Regions from separate parts of the Sus scrofa genome. Here region 2 is linked to region 1. A link is a contact called in public HiChIP or PLAC-seq data. All regions are on one chromosome and are shown on one strand. The core of a region is the stretch at or near the end of the contact, and the rest is flanking DNA. Distances in the headings are between cores, read along the strand shown. Region 1 overlaps PAPOLA (poly(A) polymerase alpha). Region 2 overlaps VRK1 (vaccinia related kinase 1).

Region 1 (7,517 bases), core at 2,756-5,255:
CAAGACAGATACAAAATTTCAAGAAACTAACTGGCGACAGTATTTGGCTGAAATAATTATTTACAAACCAAATCCACCATCAGGTTGATCTGACACTAACTTTAAGCTTTAACAGAATCTCAAATGTTCAGCCCCCTTCCAATGTTAGATTTCCTAAATCCTACCTTGGAGCAAAGCTCAAACTGCCAGACCATTCTGGCTAACCCAACTAAGAACTTTTTAAAACTGTCAAAACTTAAAGCCGTTGAGCATTCCAGGGTGAGAGCTTAAGTGCTAAAGCTGAGATCTGACTGCAGCTCTGCCTGGAAAACAGGTATTCTTTCCACTACACAGAAAAGCTGTTCTCAGAATGCTTCGGTTCAGCTCTGTGACAAAATGGCAGTCAATAGGAATGTTGTTTTTTTTGTGGGTTTGTTTTTAAAATAGGAATGTCTTAATGGGCAACTTTGCTAAACATTATTTCTAGCATGTGCCAATCCTGACATAGATGATGCAGAACCCCATGAAATTCATTAAGACGAAGGACTAGGTACCCCTACAATGCCATTCTCACAAGTGGCACCTCAAGCTTTCACTGAACAAAGAGCCTAGCTAGATCCGCATTTATTCTCCATGGTGCCTCACCCTCCCAATAGGCTCCATGCCTCAAACCCACCAGGTGGGAGTCCCCATCCCATATTCTCCCCATGGAAACCAACACTGTGTCAAACACACTCAAATCGGAGCCCCTTAGATGCTCTTTCTAATCCTTCACTCATGAAGCTCCACTGATTTGGATGTTAATAGTCTCCAATGCAGATGAAGCCAAAAGCCCCAAGTGAGAACTTCCAAATAATTCCAAGTTAGGGAAGTTTTCTTACTAGCCATATGAATAAAAATGTGACAAAAGATTAACTTTTACTGGGAATATAAATTCCATGAAGCCAGCAACTAAAAAAAGTGCTGGTCCAGAGAGAATTTGAAAACATGTTGAACGAACAACGAGAAAAGGGGCCATTACGCTGTTTTCTCAAAGATTCAGGCCTTACCTTACTGTACATTTATCTTCCCCTTATCTCAACTGCAATACCCTTTTAAAAAAAACTTTTGCCATTTCAAAGGTCTAAGCCTTTTCAAACGCCAGAAATCCACTTTTTGAATGATCCTACAGTTTGTTAACTACTGTCAAAACCAAAGCTCTTCATAAAAGTACAAAGCTAAGAAGGAGCTGATGGAAAATCCCAGGAATCCCTGCAGCTCACCTTTCTTCTCCCCATCACAGAGCCCAAATCTGTTTTGTAGATTAGCTTATAGGCCTGTGGTGAGAACCTACCCTGAGAGGTCTGTCCGGCCGGTGAAACTTCTTGGGAGGTCGAGGCGACTCCAGGAACAAACGTGGCCTTACAGAACAGGCTCTCAAACATGCTGTGATTCAAGGACTGCATTCCAGGAAAGCCCTTTATACCAGGATTCTCCAACATCCCATTTTATTTCCTCCCAAATCAAAGTCAATAGAGCAAACATGGAGAACTCTGTTTTGAAGGTCCCACGTTAAAGGAAGTGCAGACAGTTCAGAACCTCCTTCTAAAGGTTAACAGTAAAAATAACTGAAGATCAAGGAAATCAGGTTAAGCCCAATCTAGTGTTTAACTCCTACCCAGCAATGGAAATGATGAAATATGGGGCTCCTCCCTCAGTGGAAATGGGTGAGCCCATCACAGATACAATGCACGAGATGTCTCATTAGGTTCCACTTTGAGGTTTTATGAACATATTAGAAAATTTCTAAAAGCCTTGTGATAGATACACACACTTTCAATCTAACAGTCTTGGCAGAGGCAAAAATCGTACTTTCAAAAACTTCCTTTGTCAAGAAACTAAAGTGTCCACTTTTGGGTCATTTAACAAAACAAAGGCTACAATAAAACAACTTCCTTAAAGGAGAAACCTGACCAAAGGAGTCTCATATTCAAGAAAACTAAAGTGGAAAACATGTAACCTAGGATAGTTTAAAAAAGTACAGGCAGAACCCCTATCTTTAACGTCAGTTAGAGAGTGCCCCAAACTCTAGTGGACTATCAAGGAGACCACAAAACAGAGCACAGCTTAACTGCATGCCAGCCACCCAAGCTGTACTAGCAGTCACAGATGAATGTACAATGAGACATTTAATGTCCATAAGCAGCACTTGCTGCAGCCAATGCTTATTCTTGAGGCCGTTGGACTTGACTGCCTTAAGACTTGGAGGAGACTGCTCGACTTTGGCTTTTTATAAAACCTGTAATATTTTCTAACCAAAACAATTTCACTAAGCCAAATTCGAATGAATTATGAATGCCTTCAAGAATTTCCCAATTATTTTATAGTCGGGAAGTGCATCACGTTTGCAAATACATTTGTCCAGAGCACTCCATAAACTTAGATAAAATGGAAAGGCGGAACCAAGTCTAAATTAAAGAGATGTAGTAGCCTAACAGTGCACTAAAGCTCCTTCTAACAGTCTTGGCACAGTGTCCAGGCACGGTCGGCTCTCTGCTGGGGGCGCCTTTCTTGGCTGTGAAGGCAGATCATGCCCTCTGTCACTCATGGGGAGCAGTTCTGCCCAACTGTCTCTTTTCAACAACTTTATCATCAATCTCTTTATTAACAGCTCCACTGCAGTCAGAAAACGCAAACAAGGACCAATTTTCATGCCAGATTTCTGGAAATCACATAGCACCAGGCACCACACAGTGTGAAAGTTTGTAAGGAGGGTGTTGTGCCAAGAGAAAGACGGCATCCACAAGGAACAAGCACAAAGTCGGGACATTTTACATTATTATATTAAAATACATCTACCCACTTTTTAATGTCTAAAAACCTGAAAAGAACCCAGATATCCACCCATGTGTATGAGGATGGAAGAGGGGCACAGCAGTGGCACCCGATCCTTTTACTCCCCAGAGAGAACTTCGTCACTGTGCATTTCCATAAAATATATTACACCCTCTGAAAATATTTTTAAGGACTGTATGACATGATTAGAAAACATATAAGGCTGAGATAAATGTCTGCAATGAGCTGAAAGAAACCTGTACAACCAATTTTTGTATGATCCCAATTGCATTTTCTCAGATTAAACTGGTGAATGAAAAATAGCATCTTGGAGTTCCCATCGTGGTTCAGCGTTAATGAATCTGACTAGGATCCATGAGGACGCAGGTTAGATCCCTGGCCTTGCTCAGTGGGTTAAGGATCTAGCGCAGCTGTGAACTGTGGTGTAGGTTGCAGACACAGCTTGGATCCTGCACTGCTGTGGCTGTGGTGTAGGCCAGCAGCTACAGCTCTGGGTCAACCCCTAGCCTGAGAACCTCCATATCCTGCAGGTGTGGCCCTAAAAAGCAAAACAAAACAAAACAAAAAACAACAAAAAAAGCTATCTTATAGGCGTTCTCTTGTGGCCTAGCAGGTGCAGGTTAAGGACCCAGTGTTGTCACTGCAGTGGGTAGGTCCAGCCCCTGGCCCAGGAACTTTCACATGCCACAGAGACAGCCGGAAAATAAAATAGCATCCTACAAATTAATTAAAGAAAGTGCTTCTAAAAACCTTGCAAAGACTTAGATTAAAAAAAAAAATTGGGTCATAATCACACGACTAATATGTAATTTAAGGCATCCAAGTTAATTGAAAACTGAGTATACTTTCTGGATAGTTCCAAATATTGAGATGCATGGTACTTAGACTAGGCAATACCTGATCACTGTAACTGTTAATTACATCACACTCAGCCCAAGACGCGAACCCACCATAGGTCAGGACTTCCCTTTCATCTGTTTTGCATTTCAGTCTATTGATGCAATTGTTTGAAAAACATTTTATTTATAGGTAAAATGCATTTTTATAGAATATTAAGACTCCAATCCTATATAGATGAATTTACACTCATCTAAATAATGCATTTTGCTGCAGTGTGTCTTAGATAAACCTTCTTAGGGCTGTGATGTCTGTGCTTGGGTGGGAAGAGGAACTCTGCGGCTAAGACCAAAGTGGTCATGTCAAGTTGACTCCCAGGGTGACTCAGCTTTGGGGCTGCTAGACCTGTTTATTCTACAACGTGAAACAAAACTGAGAGGGCCCTTAGGCTTCTCTGGTCAATCCTGGGACCCATAAGATGAACTGCGGAGTGTAAATCTACTCTCTTCACTGAAAATCAACACGTATAAACAAAAACTCTTAAGTGGGGTGGCAAGGAGGAAACTAGTTTTGATTAAAGGCATTATTATCCTGTACCTTAGAAATACAGCAAAAATTATAAGCTTTGACTGGAGTACAGACTGTTCCGTTCTTAACACCGACTAATGGAATTTAAAGATGCTTGAAACAGAAAAAATGGGATTACACTATCTTATTCCTTAAAGTAGGAATATTTTCAACGTTAACTTCTTAAAATAGTAGGGGATTGAACTCCATATAAACTCTAAAACAATACCGTGCCCTTTGTAGATAAGGTTTTTAGCTATCAGAAAATGCAAAGCATTTAAAAAGGTAACAAGGAAGAAGAACAATTACAATCACAACCTTTCACAAACACGAGTTTTCTGAACTTTGAACTTGAGCACAGCCTTAATTCCACCCTTTCAAGGAAAGACCGATGAATTGGGAGGGGATGTGAAAAGGAAAAACATACTTAAAATCCCATCTCTTTCAACAAATACATGTACGGCTTGATCAGCTGCAATAATGTTCCCAGAACATTAAGACAAAAGCCTGTCTCTGAGGAAGAAAAACAGAAGTTGAAATGACTTCCCAAGTATATGAAATCACTTCTGGAATGAAGTACATACAATCACTTCTGAAATACATGGCTCAGAAATATTGATGCCATCTTTCTTGGTGCCATTAAAGCTATGGAAAATGTCACAGGTATTTTTAAACTGATAAGTATGGAGAAAGGATGGGTAAATGGATTCTATAAATGAGAAACAGATATTACACAGAATTAACAGACCACTTGTCTCTATTTATATGACTGAAGGTCATGTTTATTACAGAACACACAAACAAAACCCGAAGTCAGCAGAAGGAAGGAAATAATAAAGACCAGACGGAACACACTTAATATTTCATTTGCCAAGTTCAGGTCTGCATCGACACAGCATCCATTTGTGATTTTGGTTTGAAGAAAAGCTAACAGAAAATAAAGTAGAGAATTAAAAAAAAAAAAAAAAAATATATATATATATATATATATACACACACACACACACAATTCAGGCTAAAAGGCAACTAATTTTCCTTAAGCTCTTCTTTCATTAGAATTAAAATAGGCAAAAGTATATCCAAAGAATTGTTCGGCGCCTTATTAGACAAACAATTTGTCTTTGTTTTAATGTACTGAAGTGCACTAACAGGTACTATTTCCAGTGCTTGGTCTACAATTTGTGTATATTAATGATTTATCCCTTCATATATCAGTTACTACTTGGAGCTGCTGATCATTTATTGCCACCTTGAGTGCAGCCAGAATTAATACTAGGCAGAGCTTAAAACATTTTTTTCTGTGTGGGGGAAAAAAAACAGAGGTGTTAATTAGAAAAATACAAACTTTATTCCAGAAAACACCCAGAGCTACAAAACACACATCTTTCAATTATCATTTTAGTAATTTCAGCAAGATGCATTAGAGGCCATGTGGGTGATAAAACTCAGAAAGTTGTGATGTTCAGTCCCGCGTTTAGGTGTCTATCAAGGTAGAGGAAACACGGCAAGTTCAGTCCTGCAGGTGTTAACAATGGAGTTGAGAATAACTTTTACATTTTCCCTTTTACTAGACAGTCCCAAAAGTTAAATTTTATTTTAATAAAAAGTTATTTCACATTACAGTCACATATTTTTATAGATAGTACAGGTATCAGAACTTGGAATTTCAGGAATAAAAATATGGACTGCATGTCCTTTGAAATAATGGCTTCATTTATAAGGAGGTCTATCTCTCTACTCAAAGCATTTAAGATAACCACACTCAAAAGTGGGCCATCAAATATCCATACAACGCAGTTCATTTCTAACCTGTAAGTGACGTATGCCATGTTGAGCACTTGAGGGTTTAAAAAAAGCCGAATCTGATTTGGGTTGAGTAAAGTGAGAAACACAGGATCCTGAAATTCACTGAACAACAACAGTGCCACCTGCCGACATGAGAGTTAAAGCACCAACTGCTTTGACAACATCAGCCGCACACCGTCTACAGGCGCGGAGTAAGCACAGAGAAAGATACAGGGTCTACATACACAGAGTAAATGTTTTGGAGGGTGAGTCAGCAGAAAATTAATTATTAGGTACTATATTCATGTTTTCCTCCTTAATGATCAATTATAAGAATAAATACCTGATTATGTGAGGTATCAATTAATATTAAGTTGCTGCTAATGGTATAAATTAACCAGAAATATCTTTTCTAAAAATAACCAAAGTAAATTATTTTGCAAATCTTCACTTACAGCTATATATCATAACTTGCAAACAGAAATAAAGACATCACTGAAAAAAACAAAAAAAGTCAGTCAAAAGAAACCAGCCAACTATGGGATTGTGCTGTTTTTTTTTTATTGTGTTTTCAATGGAGAAATACATCATCTGTTTACAAAATAGCTCTTGAAAAATACAAGGAGTACAGATACTATAAAACAAAGCAAACTCCAGTCATGAGACACTACGTACATCATGCGAAAGCAACAGTCTGATCTCCAGGTTATGAAAACTAGAATTAAAAAGTCACTACACAGAAAAGGTCCAAGTTCCCAGCTTGGCAAAACTTGGGTGCAGTTACATGAAACGTTTAATAAACTGAATTCTTTTTCCCCAATGTGTAAACAAAATGACAAAAGACTAAATCTGTGCCTGGCAATTTCAATCTAACTCTGAAGCTACACAAACACACAGACACCTTGTACACTTCACCTGTTAGTCTGACCCTCTTTTCTTAGGTGGTGGGAGGAAGGGCAAGGTGACTGTGCAGAGCCAAGATGTGGGCAGTAGAAATATCGTATACTAGACATTATAAAGTATGGTGAAAAGAAAGCCTCAATTAATGCATAGCCTAAGGGGGGAAAGACTACACTCCAACTTTGGAAAATCAATTTAGAAGGACAGGGGAAGAGTTGAAGTCATTGCAGTTTAACAGGAAAAATGCACATGTGATAGAATGGAGCACAATGGAGGATTCATAAAACATGCTCATCAGAAAAATCTGTTAGGTTGGCTCTGTCCCGATTAAGAATAACTAAGTTTATCAACATCTGGCATCATCCTCATAGTTTGTAAAGATGAATATTCTGTCGCCTGATTACGAGGAACTAGTCCCCTTACATAAAGGAGCTCTGAATCTATAGACAGGAGAAAACAAAATGTAAAAGGAGTAGAGAGCTGACTAGATGTCAAGTGCTTGTCAGAAATGATTTTTAAATGCTTCTACATGTACAATTCACTGACAAATTTTGGTCAACCATTTAAAAATACAGTTTAAAATTCTTGGAAAAAATGCCTTTTTGCTCACATGT
Region 2 (7,517 bases), core at 1,279-3,778, 250 kb before region 1:
AATATTATTATTACCATATCTACTTCAAAAAGTAAAAACTTCTGCCTGGGTTCAAAAGTTCACAGCCACCCTATTTGTTTTCAAACAACAGGTTTTAAATAGCAGAAATTAAAGTTGCAGAGTTACCTGGTCAGGATTCTTATAGCTGAGCAGAAGATTTGAGGCCTTGATATCGCCGTGTACATACTCGTGCTCGTGAATATATTCCAGGATATCCAGCTGCGAAAGCATCATATAGAATAAATTAATGCAGTACCTGACACCAACCAGCAGAGGACCGAGCTTCAACACAACCAACTTTTACTGGATTAAACAGAAGAATGCAGCTCACATACAATTCTTAAGCTTAGCTGCAAGACCGTTTTCCGGGAAAACCTTTTGGCATTTGCTTCATATATTTTCTGAAGGTCACTCCCAAAGCGATCCATTATCATAAATCTGTAACTAAAGACAAACAAAGTCAATGAACAAAATGTAACTCAGGAAAACACACTTTGCAATGAGTACTCTCCTTTCAAAATAATGTTTTAAAAGAACCGTTCAGTAAGAAAGTTAGAAAGAAAGAAAAGATCAGGAAAGACAACACTTGAAACAGGTTTTCCCAACTGGAAATCTCAGAGAGCTTTCCTGCCCTGACTCTGACGTTAGGGACCCCAGGGTTTCAGCAAGTTACACGAGACTACACTCAATGTAAGAAAACACCCACTGAGCGAACACATCAGATCAGTTCACGGTAACGATGAAATAGTCTGAGTAAGACCGATATCCCTGATTTTTGTCAGAGTGCAAGTTAATTTATGTTTCAGAATATTAGCTTCCTGCCTTTGACGGTTCTTCTCTATTTTTAAGGTACATTTTCGCAGTATTAACATTCTGCTAAAATCAAGACTGTCAAGAGATTCTGTAACGAGAGCTAAATGCAATAAAACTGCTTAAATGGTGTGAAAGAACTGTATATTAAGTACTCAACAGACAAGATTTCGGGAACAATAAATGTCCTGGAAGAAAGGGAAGATTGCTGGTTTTGCCGCAAACCAACTCTGCCACTTTGGCCAAGTCACATCTCTTTGGGCTCCAATGTTCCCAGGCACCAAACGAGGGAGCAGGCCTCATGCCTTCCAAGGCCTTTTCCAGCACCCACATTCTAAGAGTCAACATCCACACGTTATATTCCAGTGTGTACCGAAAAGCATCACCAAGTTGCCGTAACAGGGTTCGTCTTTTGCTCTGAGGACCACTTTTATCTCTATAGTTTTCCAGATTCTTAGCTGTCTGGTTCCAGCATTCTATCAATCAATGAAAACCAAGACCACACTCAAAATGTATCCAGACATCATCATAACAGCACAGCTTGGTGTGATCACAGCACCAGTCTAAGCACCTCAGATGGATTTGTGCATCTAAACCTCACATCACCCTTGGGAGGGCAGTGATCCTATGAACCCCAGTTCACAGCAGAAGCAACTGATCATTAGGAATTGGTCCTCTAGGAAGTGGAACCATGCTTTTGACCACCACATTAAATATAAATGATCAATAAACACAAGTACGATGCAGAAACCCCATTTATGTGTTTTAGGCTAAGATAAAAAACACAATATGACAAGTTTGATAGAGAAGGAAGAGTGAACATTAAAAGACAACATGCCAAATAAAAAGTTCAAGATTTTACTTATTCTTGAACTGGAAGAGAATTAGAGATCATCTTTCTAAACATCTTTTGATAAAATTAATGCCTACAGAGGTCAAGTGATTTGTCCAGAGTCATATAATTAGTGGCAACATGTGTTAACTCACGTAAGATTTTCAGCACGCTGACCTCTAAGGTAATAAGAGGAAACAGTAATTTTGACTTCCTGATTTCCTCTGTCTAACAAGTTTTAAAAGGTTGAGGGATGAGACCCAGGACACATGCACATGTTTGCTTTTAGAAATAAGTGATGTGACTGTATAATTATTATAAAATAATACACAGGCAACAAAAACACAATCTCTGCTGACGCTCTGAGAGGGAGCTAAACCCTAATTGCTTAATTCAACCTGAGACTCATTATACTTCACCTGAAGTAGACCTTGGTTTTTAATTTATAGATCACGGCACCACGACTCTGAATAAGCCCTTAACCGCCTCCCCATTCCTAAGGTACACACATCTGCTTAAGCATGATTCTGTACACTGCCTAGAAATTTTTACCACATTCTTTCGCGAGGATATTTCTACCACTGAGAACTAAATTAAGGAAAGCTACTTCTAAATAACTCCTCTAAAGTAAAACCATCCATGTTTACTCTCCTGGGGACTTGAATAAAACAATGCAAATAATGGGAATATATACACCAGTATAAATGATTTAATAACGACAGCAGCTAAAATTTTGACAGGCCTGACACTGCTCTAAGCACCATATTCCTATGACTTCAAATGCGTGACGGGGGAAAGGAAGGATTTCTGGCAGGGAGGGGAGAGCTGGAAAGACAACCTCACTTCCTATTTTTTTTTTTGCTTTTCTAAGAACTAGCATGACTCTTTGTAAAAGCTTCAGTCTAAACAGGAAGTCTACACGTTACAAGTGATGAGCCTTCCCTTTTGAGGAGACGGTGTAGCAAGTGTTTCTGAAGAAGCGAGCTGAGTGGGAAGGCAGGCGGCGGCCCCTGCCCAGGTCCCCTGCGACACCCAGGCTCCCAGCAGCCCCCCCCCAGTGACCTGCCTCGCCTCGTTCTCCTCTCCTCAGAAGTTACTGCCTTCTCCTCAGGCCCCTGCGTGCCCCCTTCCTCTGGTCAAGTCAGCCGGCCGAGGCCACCCGGCCGGTCTTCATGGGCCACTCCCGCTGGGAATGCCATTCCTTCCTTCCAGGGACTTTCTGCACCAGCAGTTTTCACCTTTGAGGGAGAAAGACCTCCCTGAGAGTAAAGCTAACACGCACACGTGTTCTAACGGCTTTACATTTACCGCCCTCATTATGTGGGTGGGTGTTACTCTATTCCACAGATGAGGAAACTGAGGCAAAAGGAGCCATTTAGGCACGCACATTTCCAGGGGCAAGACACAGATATGAAACAAGCATTTGGCTCCAGAATCCTTGTTCCTAACTTAATCCATCCTTGTGCTACCGTTTCTTCAGAAAACTCGTAAAACCACAGCAACTCGTCCAGCAAGGCCACAAGGAACAACGTGCAACGGGCGTGCCCACGTTCCCTGAGCGCTCCCGGCTCGGGGCCCACCCGCGCCCTCTGCCCCCGAGCTGCCTGTGGCACCACTCCGGGCCGGTGTGCCATCCTCCTCCCCGTGGCCGAGCGCTTCACCACCCTCAGCACCGCGACCAGCTCGGCCTTGCAGCGGCTGGTTAAGAATGAGCAGTGATAACACCTGACCATGAAAACATGGGGGGCGGTCGCCAGAGACCCCTGGGAAGGGTCTCCCTGCCAGGACAGTGAAACACTCTAGAAGCAATTCCAGCTTCCACTGCTGGGTACCGCATCTGCCTGCGACCGAGAAATGGGCAGCCACCTTGAGACCACACAACGGCGAATGAACAGGCAGCGAAGCCAAGACGAAGGGGCAAAAGGGCAAGAGAAGGAGCCTGGGCTCCTGAGGACGGCTCAGGACAGCAGAGCCGCTCTACCCTTACGGCAGCTGAGAGCATCCTGACCAACGTACCCCAGTTCCAACCAACCCTGCTCTTCAAATCGCAGCTACCAGCACTGCTGCATGGCGCTCCACGCATTCATTCCACTGTTTTTAAAGTGTCCATCATGCATCAAAAGCACTGGAGGTTTGCTGCAACTCAACTATGCCAACAATGTTCTCTCCGCTCTGAACTAAGACATGTAAGAGTCAGACCCACACAATTCAGCATGTCACTGTTTCCTACAGGTTTGTTTTTCCTCATCAGCTAGACTGAAACCTCACAGAGGTGGGCAGATGACACACCTAACATGAAATGCCAACTGCAGCCTGAGGGCTCCCTTTTACATAAACGAATGGAGGTTTGGGTTTGCTTCCTTACTCTTTTTTTTCTTTTTTTTTTTTTTTTTTTTTTTGACTTTTGGGGCCGCACCCATGGACTATGGAGGTTCCCAGGATAGGGGTCTTATCGGAGCTACAGCTGCCGGCCTACACCACAGCCACAGCAACACAGGATCTGAGGCCCGTCTGCAGCCTACACCACAGCTCACGGCAATGCCAGATCCTTAACCCACTGAGCAAGGCCAGGGATCGAACCCACAACCTTGTGGTTCCTAGTCGGATTGTTTCCGCTATGCCACAACGGGAACTCCCTGCCGACTCATTTCTAAGGGGGAAAATGCAGGCACGTTTGGCATTGTTCCTCCTTGTCAGCGGGGTTCCAGGCAGCTGCCACCACTTGGTACAAGTCCCTCCTCGGACGAGAGGGAGCACTTGATCATCGCTGCTGACGACACTGCACACAGCCAGGCGAAGGCCAAGCAAGGCTGCAGGCAGGTGCTCGGCACACAAGGCTGACCAAACAAACGGAACAGTGAAGGCCCCGAAAGGGAGACGAGAAACGGAACATGCGCGGGTTTACCTTTTCCCATTTTTATCATGTAGACCAGACCCCCAGTACTTAGGAACACCCAGGTACTTCAGTTTATGGGCACGAATCCATTTCTGAACTGCAAGTTAAAACACAGGCGTGTGATTTCAATCTTGTTAGACAGAAGAAATTTACAAAAAAATTATTCATAACAGAATGTACTTTTATACATGCAATACATTTCACCTTCATTCATAAAACAGAAAGTGAGCAGTACATTATAACCAATAAATGAAAAGTATTTTACATTCAAAACATTTTTATTAACCCACAAAATGTTGTTATCCTGCCCTAAACATTGTCTTTAAAACAAAAAATTGCAAAAAACATTTTTTAAAGAAGTCAGACCTCAGTACTGCAATTACAAATAGAGTCTCCAAGTATGGATAAATGTTTACTTGTTTCCATAGAAAGACTTATTTTTTACCCCAATCTGAAAGTTTTTTACCTCATTAGGTCCGCAACCAAGAAATCAAGCTCTGGGAGTGACAGAAGCCTCTCTGGAGAGGCTGCCAAGCCTGACACCGGCCCCCCAGGAGACTCCCCACCTTCAGATGGGGCGGGAGAGCTGGGAGGGGCTGGAGGAAGGGGAGCTAGAGGAGGCCCCTCTCGCCTCAGCAGTCCATGCCGGTGCATCGCTTAAGCAACCCTGCAAGTTAAGCGCTCCAGCATTTAGAAGAACACTCAAAAAGATCCGGGTTTCCCTGAGCCAAACTCACGGATTGGAGTGCAATCTCAGTTTTTAGCAATATTTCCTAAATCATATATTCCTTATTAACTTTACTCTACAGGTCAATATAAGTGAAATCTTATCATAAAGAAATCCTTAAGTGATCAAAATTCTTTCAAGCAAATCTTATTTCAAGAGAATTTATAAAGTAAAAAACAACAAAACATCATAATGTAAGATCCAAGGTGCAAGTCTCGGCTTAAACAAAACCAAAAAAAGTGGTCATTTTAAAAGCACAAACATACGTGTAAAATATTTCTTACTTACTTTGCTCTGGTTTGGCAGCTCGCTGGTAGAACTTCAATTCAGTAAAAAGAGGTCCGTTGTCACTGGGTTCCTTAAAACATAAGAGGTAATTAGTACTAGCAACAGTTAAAAATTAGTGAGTGATTTTCAATGAACCTTCAAAAAAGACTAATAAAACAATTCTTCTTCCCAAATAATAGGATTTTGATACTTGTTTCATAAACCAGGTTTAAGATTATGTTAAACTCTTCGGAAATGTTTCAGATGCTCTAGAAGAGTCCATGAGTCTTATATTTTTCTCAAGTTCCATTTATATAAGCAATAAACTGTACAAAATCAGAAATACAGCTCAGTCTTTGTAGTTTAAGAAAAATCATTAAACTTTTCATCGTTATTAAGCTTTCTCTTAAGCAAAGATCAGCAACCATGTTAACTGTTTCACCCAGGGGCTACAAGTATTTCTGAGATTTAATAAAATTTCAATACCTGATTTAACCAATTAGTGGCAAAATCCCACTCCTCTCCTGTTTCTCATTACTGTTATATCTAGTTTATCAAAGCTGGCAGAAAACCAACCTTACCACAAAGAAGAGTGTTTCTGCAACTGCAGATCGAGTGAGCAGGTCCATGTAATGCATCCATTCCTTTCTGACACTGATTCCCAGTTTTTCAAATTAATGAGCCCTACAATTTACCTCCCACATAATAACTTAAAGTCCACAGGAAAATGAGGCTCAGTAAGAATTATTTTTCACCAACTTAACTGAACTACATTCATTTCATTTTAAGGAATATTAGCACTTAAAATTATTTGTAAAGAGAATTGTATTCTCAAAAAGGCATATGACAAAAAATATCAGCCTGTTGGGAGTTTTGCCTTGTAAATTAAATCTGGAAGGGTAAGAAAGGTCTTTAAATAGTATATTCTGTCTAAAATTGATGAGCATTTCTTTAATATTTAGTACTCTGCATTGATATGGTGTTTACTGAGAATCTGAGAAAAATTCTGAACAACAGAGAAAACTTCAAATAAGGAAGCTAGTATTTCTAAACTAGTTTTAGGGCTGCTTTCCTTTTAGGAAGTCGGGAAAGAAAGTTACTTCGCACAGAGTATCTGTGTAACTGGAGTTCAAGGGTCAGCGGAGCATTAGGAGAGGTGAGAGGTGAAGCCCACCACCCTCACCGGACAGAAAAGGTTGTGAAAACACGTCGGAGATGCCTTTCGCAAATACTTGAAACACGTTCACCTTTTTTCGTTCAAGATACCCTCCCTGTCACAGAGGTTAATTTTGCTCCTCAAGGTTTAAACGAAGCCTCTCTAAGCACACAGTTCCGGTATCTCAGATTTCCTGTAATTCAGAGAAAGAGGAATCCCCGAAGGACTTAGCGGAAGACGGATCCGCACGCTGCGCCCCAGTCAGGCACGAGCCAGGCGGGATGGGTGTTCAGCAGCAAACGGAGAACGTGTTTAGCTCTGGATCGGAACCAGGAAAGAAGCTGCCTTACCCACCACAGGTGAGTGTACTCCTCGGCCTGGCCTCGGAAGAGAATGGCGTGCAAGGGTTTGGCACCTACTAACCGATGTAAGAAGGTGGCCAAATCCCTTATTTGCGGAGGCGTCACCTCAAGTTTTGCCGTAACCTGGGCTTCCTTTCCTACCGCAGTGGGAGCTAGAGAGACGCTGTGAATGTTGAGAGCCCATAGCTGACCCCAGGCCTTCAGCAGGAGTAACGGACTTAGCGTAAGAAGTGAACAAAGAGGAGTGCCCTTCGTGGCTCAGATGTTAACGAACCCGACTAGCATCCATGAGGACACAGGTTCGATCCCTGGCCTTGCTCAGTGGGTTAAGGATCCGGGGTTGCCGTGAGCTGTGGTATAGGTCGCAAACACCGCCCAGATCCCATGTGGCTGTGGCGTAGGCCAGCGACTACAGCTCCAATTAGATCCCTAGCCTGGGAACTCCATATGCCGCAGGTGCTGCCCAA

Evidence for each region. HiChIP or PLAC-seq counts read pairs in DNA pulled down with a chosen protein or histone mark.
Region 2: an H3K27ac HiChIP or PLAC-seq map of alveolar macrophages shows a contact between it and region 1. The contact joins two enhancer-like sites. A contact is called at or near these places in 1 of 47 Hi-C or Micro-C datasets (fetal skeletal muscle) and 1 of 2 datasets of contacts at active chromatin or transcription factors (alveolar macrophages).

What each region holds. Positions count from the first base shown.
Region 1 is chr7:117,739,374-117,746,890 of Sscrofa11.1, reverse strand. It overlaps PAPOLA (poly(A) polymerase alpha), which reads right to left. Exons shown (of 21, transcript XM_021099683.1): 21 at 6,551-7,517. Among named protein-coding and RNA genes, the nearest start is that of PAPOLA, 67 kb to the right of the region's middle. Within about 2 kb of position 4,005, at least 3 of the 83 cell types and tissues checked have an H3K27ac peak or open chromatin away from gene starts, as enhancers often do. A contact at or near this core is called in alveolar macrophages, where this site is marked.
Region 2 is chr7:117,989,097-117,996,613 of Sscrofa11.1, reverse strand. It overlaps VRK1 (vaccinia related kinase 1), which reads right to left. Exons shown (of 13, transcript NM_001243688.1): 4 at 5,554-5,623; 5 at 4,548-4,635; 6 at 336-444; 7 at 127-219. Among named protein-coding and RNA genes, the nearest start is that of VRK1, 50 kb to the right of the region's middle. Within about 2 kb of position 2,528, at least 6 of the 83 cell types and tissues checked have an H3K27ac peak or open chromatin away from gene starts, as enhancers often do. A contact at or near this core is called in alveolar macrophages, where this site is marked.